Linked DNA regions of Pan troglodytes: region 2 is linked to region 1. Evidence: chromatin contacts called from public Hi-C data. All regions are on one chromosome and are shown on one strand. The core of a region is the stretch at or near the end of the contact, and the rest is flanking DNA. Distances in the headings are between cores, read along the strand shown.

Region 1 (7,407 bases), core at 2,057-4,556:
CTTTCTTAGGCCACCTTGGCATGCCTTATGTCCTTCACAAGTCTACCCACCCTTCAAAGCCTTCCAAAAAGCCTTCTGACTACCCTTGTCCACACCATCTTTACCCATCTCCAGCTTCTATCGTAGTTAGACAGGGCTATCCTTCTAAACTCTATGGTCATCTGATCTTATGCATATGTTGCCTTCTCAGTTACACTGCACTGTCTAAAGGCAAGGACCAAGTCTTCTTAGATTCCCTTATGTGAGTTCTTGACTGGCCTCTGTGGGATTGAGGAGGAATAAATGAGTCAATTGGTCCCTTCTGTTGCACTGGGACCCCAGAGAGAAGCTCAGTATGATTCTAAGAAGCTGGGACTGCTGCTGGGCCTCCAGTGTTAACATGTACATAGGCCTCCTATCTAGTGTTATCCAGACCCTCTATCTGCTAACCATGATTCTCAGCCTCAACATTAAACCCTTCTAACATGGTTTGAGGACCTGACAATACAGGTGATACAGGAAGGCCTGGGAGTGCACTGGGGGATTGCTGGGATTCAAGTTGGCTGATTTATGAAGGTGTTGAGCTACATTGTGTGGAGTGAGCATGGAGGCCTCCTCACCCACAAGATGTAACAGCTGGAAGGCGGTGAGCCAGGCCTCTGGGATGGCTGCAGCCTGGGTCAGGGTCAATCCCTCTGGGATAGGCATGAGGAGCCCTTCGGGGACAGCGACGTACTGAGCCTGGCCCCCACCGGGGAGCAGAGCCATGGCTGTGTCCCCGATCTTCCAGTGTCCCTGGCAGCCAGGCCCCAGCTCTGCCACATGTCCAGATGCCTCAAGTCCCAAAATGTTGCTGGCTCCTGGAGGTGGGTCATACTGGCCTTGTCTCTGCAGAGAAAGAAGTGCACTAAGTGGTGAGCATGATCAGAAATCTGTATGTCACCACCCCTGGCCCCCCTTCCAATATCCCCTCTTTTGTTTTTCAAAAATAAATTTCAGGATGAAGTCAGGTTTTTGTAAGTAAGGAGAAGAAAAAGGAGAGGCCATTAGTTTTATGCAAATAAACTGGAGGTCACATGATCAGTGGATGTTATAACTGGTAGAGTCCTTAGCTATTTACCTCATCTGAACCCCTTGCTTTACAGATGGAGAAACGGAGTCCCAGACAGGAAATAATAGTAGTGGGATTAGGAACCTTGACGATGGTTCCCATGCATCAAGCGCTAGGCTCTGTGCTCACTCACCCCAGTCCTCAGAAGCTGTAGAGCAGAGGGACTTAACCAGGAGTGTGTGGCAGAACCACCTGAGGAGTATTTCAAAGTACACGTGCCTGGGCCCCCATCACGTTTCTTTTGTGCCCCAGGGGATTCTGATGCACATTTCTGAATGACTCCAACCAATGCAGCTGGCCCGGGTCAGTAAATCAGTAGCAGACAGAAGAAAATTCTTAAGAGTACTGCCTGCTGTCAGCTCTGGGACTCTCAGAGTGGAAAGAGTTAAGAGGTCTTTGGAGCCACAAAGACCTCAGCTTGAATCCCAGCTCTTCTGATTGCTAGTGTCACGGCCTTGGGCGTACTGCTTAACCTCGCTGAACTTCAGTTTCCTTATCTGTAGAATTAAGATGGTGAACAGGGTAGCCTGGGGAGTAAGTGTGCCCACACCCCACAACAATGTTAGTTCCGCCCTCATCTGGAGGCCTGAGTGGCTATGGATTAGCTCGGGGTGGATTCTGCTTTGCAAGTACTCCCCCTTGTTTTGCATGAACAAAGAGGGCGCCCTGGGTTTAGGTCTGGGAAGCCCCAGCGCAGCTGCCTGCTGGGTGTGGAGCGGTGCACGCCTTCACGTCTGGTCAATGTCCACTGAGTGCTGTTGAGAGGGAGGCTCTGGAGTCCCGCCCGCCCCGGCGCGGCTGAGCCCTGGGTACCTGCATTAAGTCCGCCCGGTTCAGGGCGCTGGCCGCCACCTTCAGGAGGACTTCACCCTCCCCCGGGCTCGGCTTGGCCACCTCCTTCACGTAGAGGTTTTCCGGTCCTCCCGGCTTGTCAAAGTGCACGGCTAACATATTGTCTGAGGACACAGGGCAGGGCAGGGCAGGACAGGACATGGCAGGGCAGGACAGGACAGGACAGGGCAGGGCAGGGCAGGGCAGGGCAGGGCAGGGGCCGCTGTATCCTCGCGGAGCAGCCCAGCCTGAGGCTGGCACCGCAGCGCCCCCTGCCGGCCAGCGCCTCGCTGCCCTGGTCTGCCGCGGACCCGGCCTCCGCCCGGAGCTCCTGCCTGGGAAGTCCTCGGCCGCCTCCAGACCGATCCCACCCGGAACACAGATGGGAACGGCGGGAAGTGGGATGGCGGTACAGGGCTGGATGCGGCAGAGCAGGACAACGCCGAAGAGAATCAGGCAAATCACACTCCCTCTGAGTTGGAAGCCCCCAGCCCGACCCGGGTCCCCGGCGCCCGTATGAGTTACTTACTCCTGGCCCGGCTCCCCTCCCATGCACCAGGCGGCGCCGAGCGGTTCTGACTCCTGCGGGTCCCGGTGACAAAGCCCGAGCCCCAGAGCCCCAGGACTGCCTCTGCCTCCACCGGAATGGACGGCTGGACTTGGGGTAGCCGGAGGGGTGGGGCTAAGCAGAACCACCCTCCCCCTCTTTCCTTTCCTCCTTCCCCCTTTAAAACGCAAAGTTAGAAGCAAGCAAATCAGATTTTCTTGTCCTTTTAGCCTCTGGAAAAGAGTCTTTCTCTCAGCTTGACAGAAAGTGCGATTCTAGCTCTCACTGCAAGGAGAGGAAACTTCCTTCTCTCTAGGGAACGAGACCCAACCTCTTGGCGGGCGGATTGGTCCATTTTCCAGGCATGGCCAGGCTTTTGGCACATTTATGTAACAGGCTGGCATCCCGCCCATCTTGAGCATGGGTGGGCAAGCTGGGTGCTGCTAAGAGAAGAGAAAGGAGCCGTTGGGAGTGGGGGTGGGGAAGGAAGGCAAAACGCAGTCCTGGGATCCTTATCACTCCCCTCCTCCTGACAGTCCTGGGGGAGAGGTTCAGCCCCAGGAGAAGGATGCTGGCGATTGGGTAAAAGCTGTATCCGTAAGCTACATGAAGGTTTCTCAACCTCGGCGCTATTGACATTTTGGACTAGCTAGTTCGTTATTGTAGGAGATCGTCCTGTGCATTGTAGGATGTTTAGCAGCATCCCTGGCCTCCTCCCACTACATATCCATAGCACTCCTTGTAAATTCCTGTTTTAGTAAGAACCTCCCATCCTTGACATCTGATCACCCTCAATATCTCATCCTCCACCATCCCCCAAGTGATATCCGACCACCCTGGCCTGTCTTCAGTGAGAATCCTGTTAGGTCAGTTTAGATAGAATCCCCCTTACCCCTGATGCCTCTTACTAATTTTCCATCCACTGACCCCCTACACTGCTCCTTGGCTATACATTCCCACTTGTCCATGATGCATTCAGAGTTGATCCCAACCTGTCTTGTCCACTGCAAGAACTCATTGCAGTGGTCCCTAAACCTGTAGCGATGGTGCTAAATAAAGTCTTCCTTAATGTGCTTTAACAAGTATCATTGAATAATTATTTCTTTAACACAACAGAGCAAAAGCCTATAGAGATGGAAATAATAAAATGATGGGACTTAAGGAAAAATTCAGGAGACCCTGCTATGAGAATAATAGGAATTTTAGGCCGGGCGCGGTGGCTCACGCCTGTAATCCCAGCACTTTGGGTTGCCGAGGCGGGCGGATCACGAGGTCAGGAGATCGAGACCATCCTGGCTAACACGGTGAAACCCCGTCTCTACTAAAAATACAAAAAATTAGCCGGGCGTGGTGGCGGGCGCCTGTAGTCCCAGCTACTCGGGAGGCTGAGGCAGGAGAGTGGCGTGAACCCGGGAGGGGGAGCTTGCAGTGAGCCGAGATCGCACCACTGCACTCCAGCCTGGAAGACAGAGTGAGACTCCGTCTCAAAAAAAAAAAAAAAAAAAAAAAGATTTTAGAAGGAGGAAGAGGAATGGATGAAGAAGATTCAATAGTTAACCAAATAAAAGAATACAGTTTTCCTAAATTCTACCAGATTATACGGATTGAAAACATTCACTGAAGGATGGATTCATAAGAACAAAAATGCATGCCTATATTTTATAAAATTTCAGGTTCTAACAAGTGTGGAAAGAATAAGTTACTCACAATTGGTTAAAAAACAAAAATGGCTTCCTTCTCTCCCTCCCTCCCTCCTTCCTTCCTTCCCTCCTTCCCCACCCCCTCTTTCTCTCTCTCCCTCTTTTTTGTAGTGTAGGGGTCTCATTATATTGCCCAGGCTGGTCTCAAACTCCTGGACTCAAGCAATCCTCCTGCCTCAGCCTCCCAAAGTGCTAGGATTACAAGTATGAGCCACTGTGCCCAGCAAGTTTCTATCTGCAATCTGGAAGCTAGAAGAGAGTAGACTAGCCTCTACTGACTAGAAGAAAAGCACTGTAACTCAATATACCCCATTAAGATATAATTCACTTGTTAGGGCAAAAAACATGTCTGAGGATGTATAAGGATTCAGAGACACATCATCCGGATACGCATCTGTCCAAAATTGAGGAAAGGTTTGAACCGAATAAATATCCTAGAACAGAGACAGATGGAAAGGAAATAGTTGTAAATAACAAACTTTGCAAAAATCTACACTAAAACTGATTGGATTAAGAAAATGGAATGGATTAAGATAGATGAGGAATGTGTAATGTAAGTGCTAAATAAGAACTTTTAAGATGCAAGGAGTTTAAAAAAAATCTAATAATACCAACCACTAAGTATACTAAAGTATCCCAGTAAAACTAGTAGTTGAAAGTGCCTAAGATTTTATCTTAGTGAGCCCTTGGTCGATGTAATCTTGCAGTGTGTAATAAGAAATATATATTTTTGGTCTTTGTCCTGGGTTCCTGCAATAGCACTCCTAAAACCTTTGTTATTTGCTGAACAAGCATCTCTTTCTTTCTTTTGTTTTTAACTAGATATACAGTCTTGCTACGTTGCCCAGGCTGGTCATGAACTCCTGGACTCAAGCAATTCTCCCACCTCAGCCTGTAAAGTACTGGAATTGTAGGCATGAGCCACTCTGCCTGGCCAATAAGTATCTTTTATTATATTTTGTTCTCCTGCAGAGCTCCTAAAACCCTTGGAATTTCGTATGTGATAGAAGTGACTTTTTATATTAATAACAAACCCTTATAAGCACACTCGAGTTTATGCTAATAAAGTGACTTAGGGTGGGGGCCCTAGATAGCTTCAGGATGAGCTGGTCACTAGAAAGACCCTGGGAAGGGGAAGCAGGGACTGGAGATTACACGCTATAAGAATTCTTTTTTGTTGTTATTGTTGAAACTGAGTCTCACTCTGTTGCCCAGGCTGGAGTGCAGTTGCCTGACCTCAGTTCACTGCAACCTCCACCTCCTAGGTTCAAGCGATTCTCCTGCCTCAGCCTCCCGAGTAGCTGGGACTACAGGTGTGAGCCACCACACCAGGGTAATTTTTTTTTTTTTTTTTTTGAGACAGTCTCACTCTGTCACCCAGGTGATCTCGGCTCCCTGCAAGCCTCTCAAGTAGCTGGGACTATAGATGCACGCTGCCACACCCAGCTAATTTTTTGTATTTTAGTAGAGACAGGGTTTCACCAGCCCAGGGTTTTGCAACAGTCCAGGCTGGTCGCAAACTCCTGAGCTTAGGCAATCCACCTGCCTCGGCCTTCCAAAGTGCTGGGATTACAGGCGTGAGCCACTGGGTCCGGCCAATTTTTGTGGTTTTAGTAGAAATGGGATTTATCCATGTTGGCCAGGCTGGTCTCGAACTCCTTACCTCAGGTTATCCATTTGCTAGGCCTCCAAAAGTGCTGGAATTAGAGGTGTGAGCCACTGCGCCTGGCCCTAAAAACTCTTGAACAAAGAAATGTGGTGAGCTTCCCAGCTGGTGAACACATCCACCATGGGAAGATGGTGTGGTGTACCCCAACTCCATGAGGACAGAGGCTCCTGCACTTGGGATCCTTCTGGACCACATTCTACATACCTCTTCACCTGGCTGTTCATCCCTTTATTATATATATATATCTTTTTTTGAGGCAGAGTCTGGCTCTGTCGCCTAGGCTGGAATGCAGTGGGGTGATCTCGGCTCACTGCAATCTCTGTCTCCTGGGTTTACGTGATTCTCCTGCCTCAGCCTCCCAAGTAGCTGGGATTACAGGCATGCACCACCAAGCCCGGCTAATTTTTGCATTTTTAGTAGAGACAGGGTTTCGCCATGTTGGCCAGGCTGGTCTTGAACTTTTGGGCTCAAGAGATCCACCTGCTTCGGCCTCCCAAAGTGTTGCGATTACAGGCGTGAGCCACCACGCCCGGCCTATAATATTCTTTATCATAAACTAGTAAACGTAAGTGTTTCCCTGAGTTTTATGAACCATTCTAGCAAATTATCAAATCCAAGGAGGGAGTCATGAGAATCCCTGATTTATACAGCCAGTTGGTCAGAAGTGTAGGAGGCTTGGATTTGCAGTTGGCATCTTTAATGGGGGCAACCTTGCGGGACTGAGCCCTTAATCTGTGGGATCTGACACTAACTCCAGGTAGAGAGTGTCAGAATTGAATTGTGGAACACCCAGCCTATGTCAGAGAATTGGTTGATGTGGGAATAAAACCTGCATATCTAGTGTCAGAAATGAAGTGTTCTGTGTGAGTGTAGAAACAGTGTGGTTTCCCAGATATGGGGAAATAGATTATATTTAGTAGAAATGTATCCAATTATGAAAGTTGGGAAATGGGCTGGGTGCTGTGGCTCATACCTATAATCCCAGCACTTTGGGAGGCTGAGAGGGGTGGATCACTTGAGGTCAGGAGTTCAAGGCCAGCCTGGCCAGCATGATGAAACCCCATCTCTACTAAAAATGCAAAAATTAGCTGGGTGTGGTGGTGGGTGCCTGTAGTCCCAGCTTGTTCTTTATAAAAACCAGTAACATGAATGAAATGTATTGTGAGTTACAGCTGGGAAACAAGAAATAGCCAAGGTCTGAAAGACGGAATGAGAAAGGAGATACAACCACAGATATAGGAGTGATTAAAACAAAAATAAATTAAATTACGTGAAATTCTACAGCAACAAGTAGTAAAATCTAGAAAAAAAAGGAAGATTTTTTTAGCAAAATTACTCCATTCTACCCAATGGGTAGAGTATTTTCGCCTCATTCTGTTGATGTTGGGTTTGGCCCTGTCTCTTACTTTGGTCAATGATGAGTGAGAAAGGCATGGTCAGTTTCCATCAGTCCCCTTACCTTCCTGCCACCCACAGATAGCCTCTATTTCAGCTTGTCCCTGAGTGAGAAACACTCAGGGTAGCCCTGAATCCAACCTATTGTCTTGGGACCAGCCTAGTAGAGTCACAA
Region 2 (7,407 bases), core at 3,123-5,622, 160 kb before region 1:
TCAACATTACTAATCATCAGGGAAATGCAAATCAAAACCACAATGAGATATCACCTCACACCTGTCAAAATGGCTCTTGTCAAAAAGACAAGAGACAACAAATATTGGGGAGATGTAGAAAAAAGGGAATCCTGGTACATGTCAGTAGAAATGCAAAATGGTGCAGCCACTATGGAAAACAGTATGAATGTTCCTCAAAAAATTAAAAATAGAACTACCATATGATCCAGCAATCCCAACTTCTGGGTATTTATCCAAAGGAATTGAAATTAGGATTTCGACGGACATCTGCACTCCCATGTTCGCAGTAGCATTATTAATAGCTAAGACATGGAAACAATCTAAATGTCCAACAAGAGATGAATGTAGAAAACGTGGTGTACATGTGTGCATGCCCAGTGGAATACTATTAAGCCTAAGAAGGAAATCTTGCCATTTACAACAACACAGATGCACCTAGAGGATGTTACACTAAATAATATGTCAGTCCCAGAAAGACAAATACTGAATGATCTCACTTATTTGCTAGTTTAGTGGAATCTAAACTAGCAAATTCACAGAAGCAGAGAGTAGAAGGGTGATTGCCAGGGTCTTGTGGGGAGACAATCAAGTTTCACTTATGCCAGATAAGTTCTGGAGATCTATATAGCATAGTGCCTACATCTAAGAATACTGTATTGCATACTTAAAATTTTCTAAGAGGGTAGATTTTATATCAAGTGTTCTTACCACAAAAATAATACTAATAATACATTCATAATAAAAGGGACAGGGAAACTTTAGGAATGACGGACATGTCTATGGTGTTGATGCGGTGGTGTTTTCACAAATATATACTTATCTCCAAACTCACAGAGTTATATACACTAAGTACCACCTTTTACATGTCAAAAAAAAAAAAAGGGCTTTTCATACCGAAAAAAAGAAAAAGAAAATAATTCCAATAATCGGCAGAATGCATATTTTCCCCCATCCTATGCATATACTACTTGGGAAAAAGACAAAACTTTAAGAAAAGCTCATAGCGCTATGACTTTTTAAAGCAAATAAAATGTCTCTGGACACAGTGAATGAAATAATCTAAAAACAGAGGGAAAAGGGGGAAAAATAGGCATCAAGTGTAGTTAGTTAAGAACATGGCACAGGCTGGGCGCGGTGGCTCACGCCTGTAATCCCAGCACTTTGGGAGGCTGAGGCGGGCGGATCACGAGGTCAGGAGATCGAGACCATCCTGGCTAACACAGTGAAACCCCGTCTCTACTAAAAATACAAAAAAATTAGCCGGGCGTGGTGGCGGGCGCCTGTAGTCCCAGCTACTCGGGAGGCTTAGGCAGGAGAATTGCGTGAACCCCGGGGGGCGGAGCCTGCAGTGAGCCGAGATCACGCCACTGCACTCCAGCCTGGGCTACAGCGAGACTCCGTCTCAAAAACAAACAAACAAACAAATAAACATGGCACAAAAGCAGAAAAAGGAGAAACTCCTCAATTACAAACAGGAATATTATGTTACAAGCAGGAATACATTTCTTTCTACAAAAATAAGGGTCTGCTAAAGCAACAACACGGGCAACCCCATTTTGCATCAAATGAGACTTTACAGACACTGGCAAATGTTTATTATAGACCCCACAGACATAGAGGGTGTCTTTAAGTACTCCAGAAAGGGTGAACCAGGAGTGCTAAATTCCTACAAAACTGGAGAAGAGCTAACCAGAAATATACAACCTGCTTCATAAATATATAGTCCATAAACTTAATAAATTCAGAATTATAATTTATCCTCTTCTAAAAGTCCAATCACTATGTAAGAGTAGTTAAGTCTCTAAAAAAATCTTTCAGAGAAAGCAATTAGATGACTCCATCATCTCCTAGAGCCGAACATAAATCTTCTTAAGACTGAAAAACAAATATTTCAAAGTAAATCTTTAGTACCCTGTTATTTATGGTGCTTTAAAACATTTTAAAAGGATCTTTGAAACAAAGTTTCATTAGTACACTTCTACAAAGAGCTCTCATATCTTTCATTCTTTTAGCAATTTAAAAGCTACCAAATGTTCATTTCCTCATTAGATTATTGATTCCTAGCCTTTTAACATCTCTATAACAGCTGCTTGACAAATTACCTCACCTTATTCCTCGGGGGGTGAGGACAGCATGATATCCATGAATTCAAAAATGGGACCACAAACTGATCAGTGAAGATGAGCTAATTGCTTCAGATGAGTTAGACACTGCTCTAGTAGACTAGGCATTCACATAGCATGATACAATTAAATGCTTACACCCTAAATAATTTCTTTGTCCTTAAATGTACAGAAAAGATCTTTTCTTAAATTGAGTTTTATTTTAAAATATGTGATAGCCTCAGTAGGTCAAGAAGCTTGAACATGTTTGGAATAGTTTCTACCGAAAGCCTCGTCTTCAAAGTACTTATTCTCAACAGTTTGCACAACTTTCAGATTTAACCTTATTTCAACCTAAGAGAGCTGTAAGCCCCCAAAACAGTCTATTAAATAGGACGTTATAATGCCCAAAATTTTATCAAAGAAAAGCCAAAACGATTTTCAAAGATATAATAAAAATATTTCAGAGTAGTATGGTAAAATATTCCTGTTGTCTCTGCCTAGATCCATTCTGTTAGTGTCAAAACAGTGTAAGACACAAAGAAAAGCACACACAAACCGCGATCTTGTAGACCCCCAGAACATAAAATATTGCTTCCCCCAATAAGAACCACAAAATGGTGTGGAATTAAAGGAGCATTTTAAATGAACAGCTTTTTCCAGCCAAATTACTTAGCAAGTCAACCTCTTTTAGACAGAAGCAATACACTCTTCTCTGAATTCAGAAACAATCTCATAGTAAAACAAACGTGTCAATTCCTTTAAAACAATAAATATCTGTGCTTAGCTTTATACTGTAGGTAATAAAATTTCAAGATCTTTCAATCAGTTTTTTAATTCAATCACCAGCGTCTTTAAATGTCATTTTTGCAACTGCATGACAATGGTGTTCATTCACCTTTTGTAATATAGTCCCATAACAAAAATGTAGACACCCAAGAAACCACACAGTTTTGGCATGATGGTGCTGACTATCCGAAACATTCCACTTGTTTCTTTCGACGTGCTCCTTCTATGACCTGAAAGCTCTGGTTCCTACTAGCACCTTGGTGAGCTAGCTGGCTGGTTCCCCAGCTATAATATCATGTTTGATCTCTCCTGCCTGGAGAGGCGATAGCGTTGATTTTGTTTTTAAAGTTGGTGTCAGAGCAGCTACAAACTTTTTTCAGCATCCCTGCCTGGCTGCCAACTGGAGCTCTCTGTTCACTTCCTCACCAACTTGAACCACCCCCAAACTGAGAGTAAGCTGGAGTTAGACAGCGGCAGGAACTGACACACTTTCAAGAAGGGTTTGACACCGCAGAAAACTTTCACTTCTCCAACCCTTCCACCCAGCGGCTCTGGCCCTTCGCTCTTGCTTCCCCGCTAGAATTCCCCTCTGGGGCAGGACAAGGACACGGACAGCAGATCGTTCGAATGACGCCGAAAGGGACCCCCAAAGCCCTCTCCCCTGGACTCAAGGCTGTTCTTCACACAAAAGAGCCGGGCCAGCTTGAAAAGCAAAGGGGCCAGCGTCGCGGCCCTTCTCTGGGTGCCACCCTCCACCGCGCCCGCAGACCCTGTCTCCAGCTGCCCGAGCGGTCTCCACTGTAGGCTTCCTGCCCCCAACCCGGCCAGACAAAGCCCCGGCAGCAGGGCCGGCACTTCCGAGCCTCCGGACTCGGGACGCCGCGCTCTTACCCTGGCCTCATCCAGAATGACGCCGGCGCCACCGCTTCCCCCGGCTTTGGCGGCGGGGCAGCTGGCGGCGCGGGTCTTGGAGGAGCGGGTCCGAGAGGAGATGAAATGGCTGCTGCCTCCGGTCGCCCCAGGCTCTGCTCCGGCCCCAGGCCCAGGCCCGGGACCAGGAGACTTGGACCCGAGAAGGCGGAGAGAGCTCTTCCGGGTGTTCACCATGGTCCAGCCAGGGGGACGGAGTCCACGCCGCGCCCGGGAGAGCCGAGCAAGGCCGGCCCGCCGGCCGGTCAGTCAGGGCCAGCGGAGCCGAGCCGGGCAATGAGAGACGAGCCGGCCCGGAGCGTGCGGAGCGCAGACGAGCACAAGAGAGAGCCGGGCAGAGGAAGGGAAGTCGGCGGCGAGCGGGAAGCGGGGGCGGTGCTGCAGACCGGCAGCACAGACACTCCGCCGGCTTCGCCCTCCTCAGCGGGAGCCGAGCGGAGCCGCCATTTCTACCCCTTTCTCTCCCGTTCTCGCTCTCGAGCTCCGTGCGTCAAGGCTCCAGCGCCGCAGGGCCAACGAGACCGCTTCCGGCCGCAGCCACGGCGGGGCGCTGCGAAGCCGGCCAGCCCTTCCCGGCTGCTCGCTCCTCTCCCGGCCGCCTCCAGCTGCCCCGCCCCCGGCGCGGCGTCAGCGCTCGGCGGCCGGGGAGCGACGCTCTAGGCTGTCAGCTCGGTGGTTTCCAGCTCTCCGCGACCGCAGGGCTGGGGCGACCAGAAAAGCCAGACTAATCAGGACGAGTTCGGGCGTGGGATTGGGCCTGAAGCCCTCACGCCCAGCCAGGCCTGAATGCCCCAGACCCCACCGTCACCCCCGTGGCCTGGATGGAGCAGGGGACGGCCGGCGAAGGCGCGGGGTGGAAGGGGAGCGGCGACGAAGGCGCGAGGAGCTGACTGGGAATCCCCAAGCTACCCGAGGCAAGACACTGAACTTGAGTCGCACTTTTCATGCCTGTAAAAATGAGAATGACAGCTGTGATAAAAAAAATTCATCTGGGCGATATCTGGAACTTGGTAAGCTTAAGAAGAGAAGGGGGGGGGGGGGACCCCATGCTAGAACTCTGCGTTTTTAAACAAAGCGAGGCAGGGTCGTTTTCTATCCCCTTAGACAGATCTAAGGCGGAGCCAAAGAATGAGTTCCCTGTAAGAGCCGCCTCTATCACCGCCCCCTGCCCCCGGCCCGCTGAAGAATTAAGAATACAAAAAGCTGAACCCACAGATAAAGCATTTGTAATTTAACTTCCAAAGAAAAAAAAATTAAGCCACACAATTCATATGAAAAGCTCTGCTGTAGGCCGGGTGCGGTGGCTCACGCCTGTAATCCCAGTACTTTGGGAGGCCGGGGTGAGTGGATCACCTGAGGTCAAGAGTTCTAGATCAGCCTTACCAACATGGTGAAACCCTGTCTCCACTAAAAATACAAAAAATCGACGGGTGTTGTGGTGGGCACCTGTAATCCCAGCTGCTCGGGAAGCTGAGGCATGAGAACCACTTGAACCCAGAAGATGGAGGTTGCAGTGAGCCGAAATCATGCCACTGCACTCCAGCCTGGATGACAGAGCCAGACCCTGTCTCAGAAAAAAAAAAAAAAGAAGAAAGAAAGAGAGAGAGAAAGGAAGAAAGAAAGAAAGAAAGAAAGAAAGAAAGAAAGAAAGAAAGAAAGAGAAAGAAAGAAAAGCTCTGCTGTAAAGTAGGAATTAGGTTCATTTCAAAAATTCACAGTACAGGCCGGGCTTACGCCTGTAATCCCAGCACTTTGGGAGGCCAAGGCGGGCGGATCACTTGAAGTCAGGAGTTCGAGACCAACCTGGTCAACATGGTGAAACCCCATCTCTACTAAAAATACAAAAAATTAGCCAGGTGTCGTGGTGCATGCCTGTAATCCCAGCTACTTGAGAGGCTGAGGCAGGAGAATCGCTTGAACCCGGGAGGCAGAGATTGCAGTGAGCCAAGACCGTGCCACTGCACTCCAGCCTGGGTGACAGAATGAGACTCCATCTCAAAAAAAAAAAAAAAAAATTCACAGTACATTAGACATAGCCTACTGTTTATTGGGCAGGAGTTTATTAAACTGTTTATTAAACTAAGAAAAATTGAAGACTCAGGAAAAGTCCTGAAAATGACCAAATGGCATCAAACTTAGAGCATTCTGGCCATCTAAGCTCCCAATCATTCCAAAAAACTGTACAACACTGGAAATGACAATGTTTTTTTGTTTGGGAACCAGTATGGATTCCAGAATAGATAAATCCTTCTGACACAATTTGCATACCACATCCTCTCCTGGACACTTCACCTGCCACTTAGAGTTGATGTCTTAATGGGTGGGATTCCTCATAATGGAACCATACCTGGATTTTCCTGGGTCAAGTAGCTATCACATCACTGAGCAGCATAAACAAGTATCAATTCCTGTGGAAAGAGGCTGGTTTGGGCCAGGCGCTGTAGCTCACACCTGTATTCTCAGCACTTGGAGGCCGAGGCGAGAGGATGGCTTGAGACCAGGAGTTGGAAACCAGCCTGGGCAACATAGTGAGATCCTCTCCCTGCCAAAAAGAAAGAGAGAGAGACAGGGTCTCACTCTGTCACCCAGGCTGGAGTGCAGTGGCACAACCACAGTTCACTGTAGCCTTGACCTCCCTGGCTCAAGCAATCCCCCTGCCCCAGCCTCCCTGGTAGCTGAAACTACTGGGTGTGGTGCCTGTGGTCCCAGCCACTCCTGAGACTGAGGCGCCATCAGTCACTTGAGCCCAGGATGTCCAGGCTGCCGTGAGCCAAGTTCATGCCATTGTACTTTAGCCTGGGTGACAGAGTAACACCCTGTCTCAAAAAAATATTTAAAAAAAAAAAAAAAGGGTAGGGTGCAGTGGCTAATGCCTGTAATCTCAGCACTTTGGGAGGCAAAGGCGGGCGGATCACTTGAGGTCAGGAGTTCGAGACCAGCCTGACCAACATGGTGAAACCCCATTTCTACTAAAAATACAAAAAATTAGCCAGGCATGGTGGCAGACACCTATAATCCCAGCTATTTGGGAGGCTGAGGCAGGATAATCGCTTGAACCCGGGAGGCAGAGGTTGCAGTGAGCTGAGATTGCACCACTGCACTCCAGTCTAGGCAACAGTGCAAAACTCCATCTCAAAAAAAAAAAAAAAAAAAAGGCTAGTGTCCAGCAGAGGTGTGTGGTATGCAAATTATATACAAAGGATTTGTGTGCTTTCCTCCTTTTTTGTGTGTGTTTATTTGTTTTTGTAGTCCTAAATTGGGAAGGCCAAGTTACCATAACCTATACCATTTACTATCAACAAATGTTAACTTTATTTATTTATTTGAGATGGAGTCTTGCTCTGTCACTCAGGCTGGAGTACAGTGGTACTATCTGGGCTCACTGCAACCTCCACCTCCCAGGTTCAAGCGACTCTCCTGCCTCAGCCTCCCAAGTAGCTAGGGCTACAGGCGTGTGCCACCACGCCCGGCTAATTTTTTGTAGTTTTAGTAGAGACGAGGTTTCACCGTGTTAACCAGGATGGTCTTGATCTCCTGACCTCATGATCTGCCTGCCTCGGCCTCC

What was found. A called contact is a pair of places that touch in the nucleus more often than the background predicts.
Region 2: a contact with region 1 is called in a Hi-C map of stem cell-derived neural progenitor cells, with 4 times the contacts expected there. The contact joins the promoter of UBXN2A here to the promoter of TP53I3 in region 1. A contact is called at or near these places in 1 of 7 Hi-C or Micro-C datasets (stem cell-derived neural progenitor cells), 1 of 1 datasets of contacts at active chromatin or transcription factors (stem cell-derived excitatory neurons) and 1 of 1 other capture datasets (stem cell-derived neural stem cells).

The regions. Positions count from the first base shown.
Region 1 is chr12:98,776,156-98,783,562 of NHGRI_mPanTro3-v2.0_pri, reverse strand. It overlaps TP53I3 (tumor protein p53 inducible protein 3), which reads right to left and starts at 3,306. Exons shown (of 6, transcript XM_009442115.5): 1 at 2,451-3,306; 2 at 1,904-2,046; 3 at 600-867. The coding sequence starts at 2,041. The region is part of intron 1 of FAM228B (family with sequence similarity 228 member B); the gene reads left to right.
Region 2 is chr12:98,933,223-98,940,629 of NHGRI_mPanTro3-v2.0_pri, reverse strand. It overlaps UBXN2A (UBX domain protein 2A), which reads left to right and starts at 4,372. Exons shown (of 8, transcript XM_063790084.1): 1 at 4,372-4,852. It overlaps ATAD2B (ATPase family AAA domain containing 2B), which reads right to left and starts at 4,471. Exons shown (of 28, transcript XM_525707.7): 1 at 3,804-4,471. The coding sequence starts at 4,019.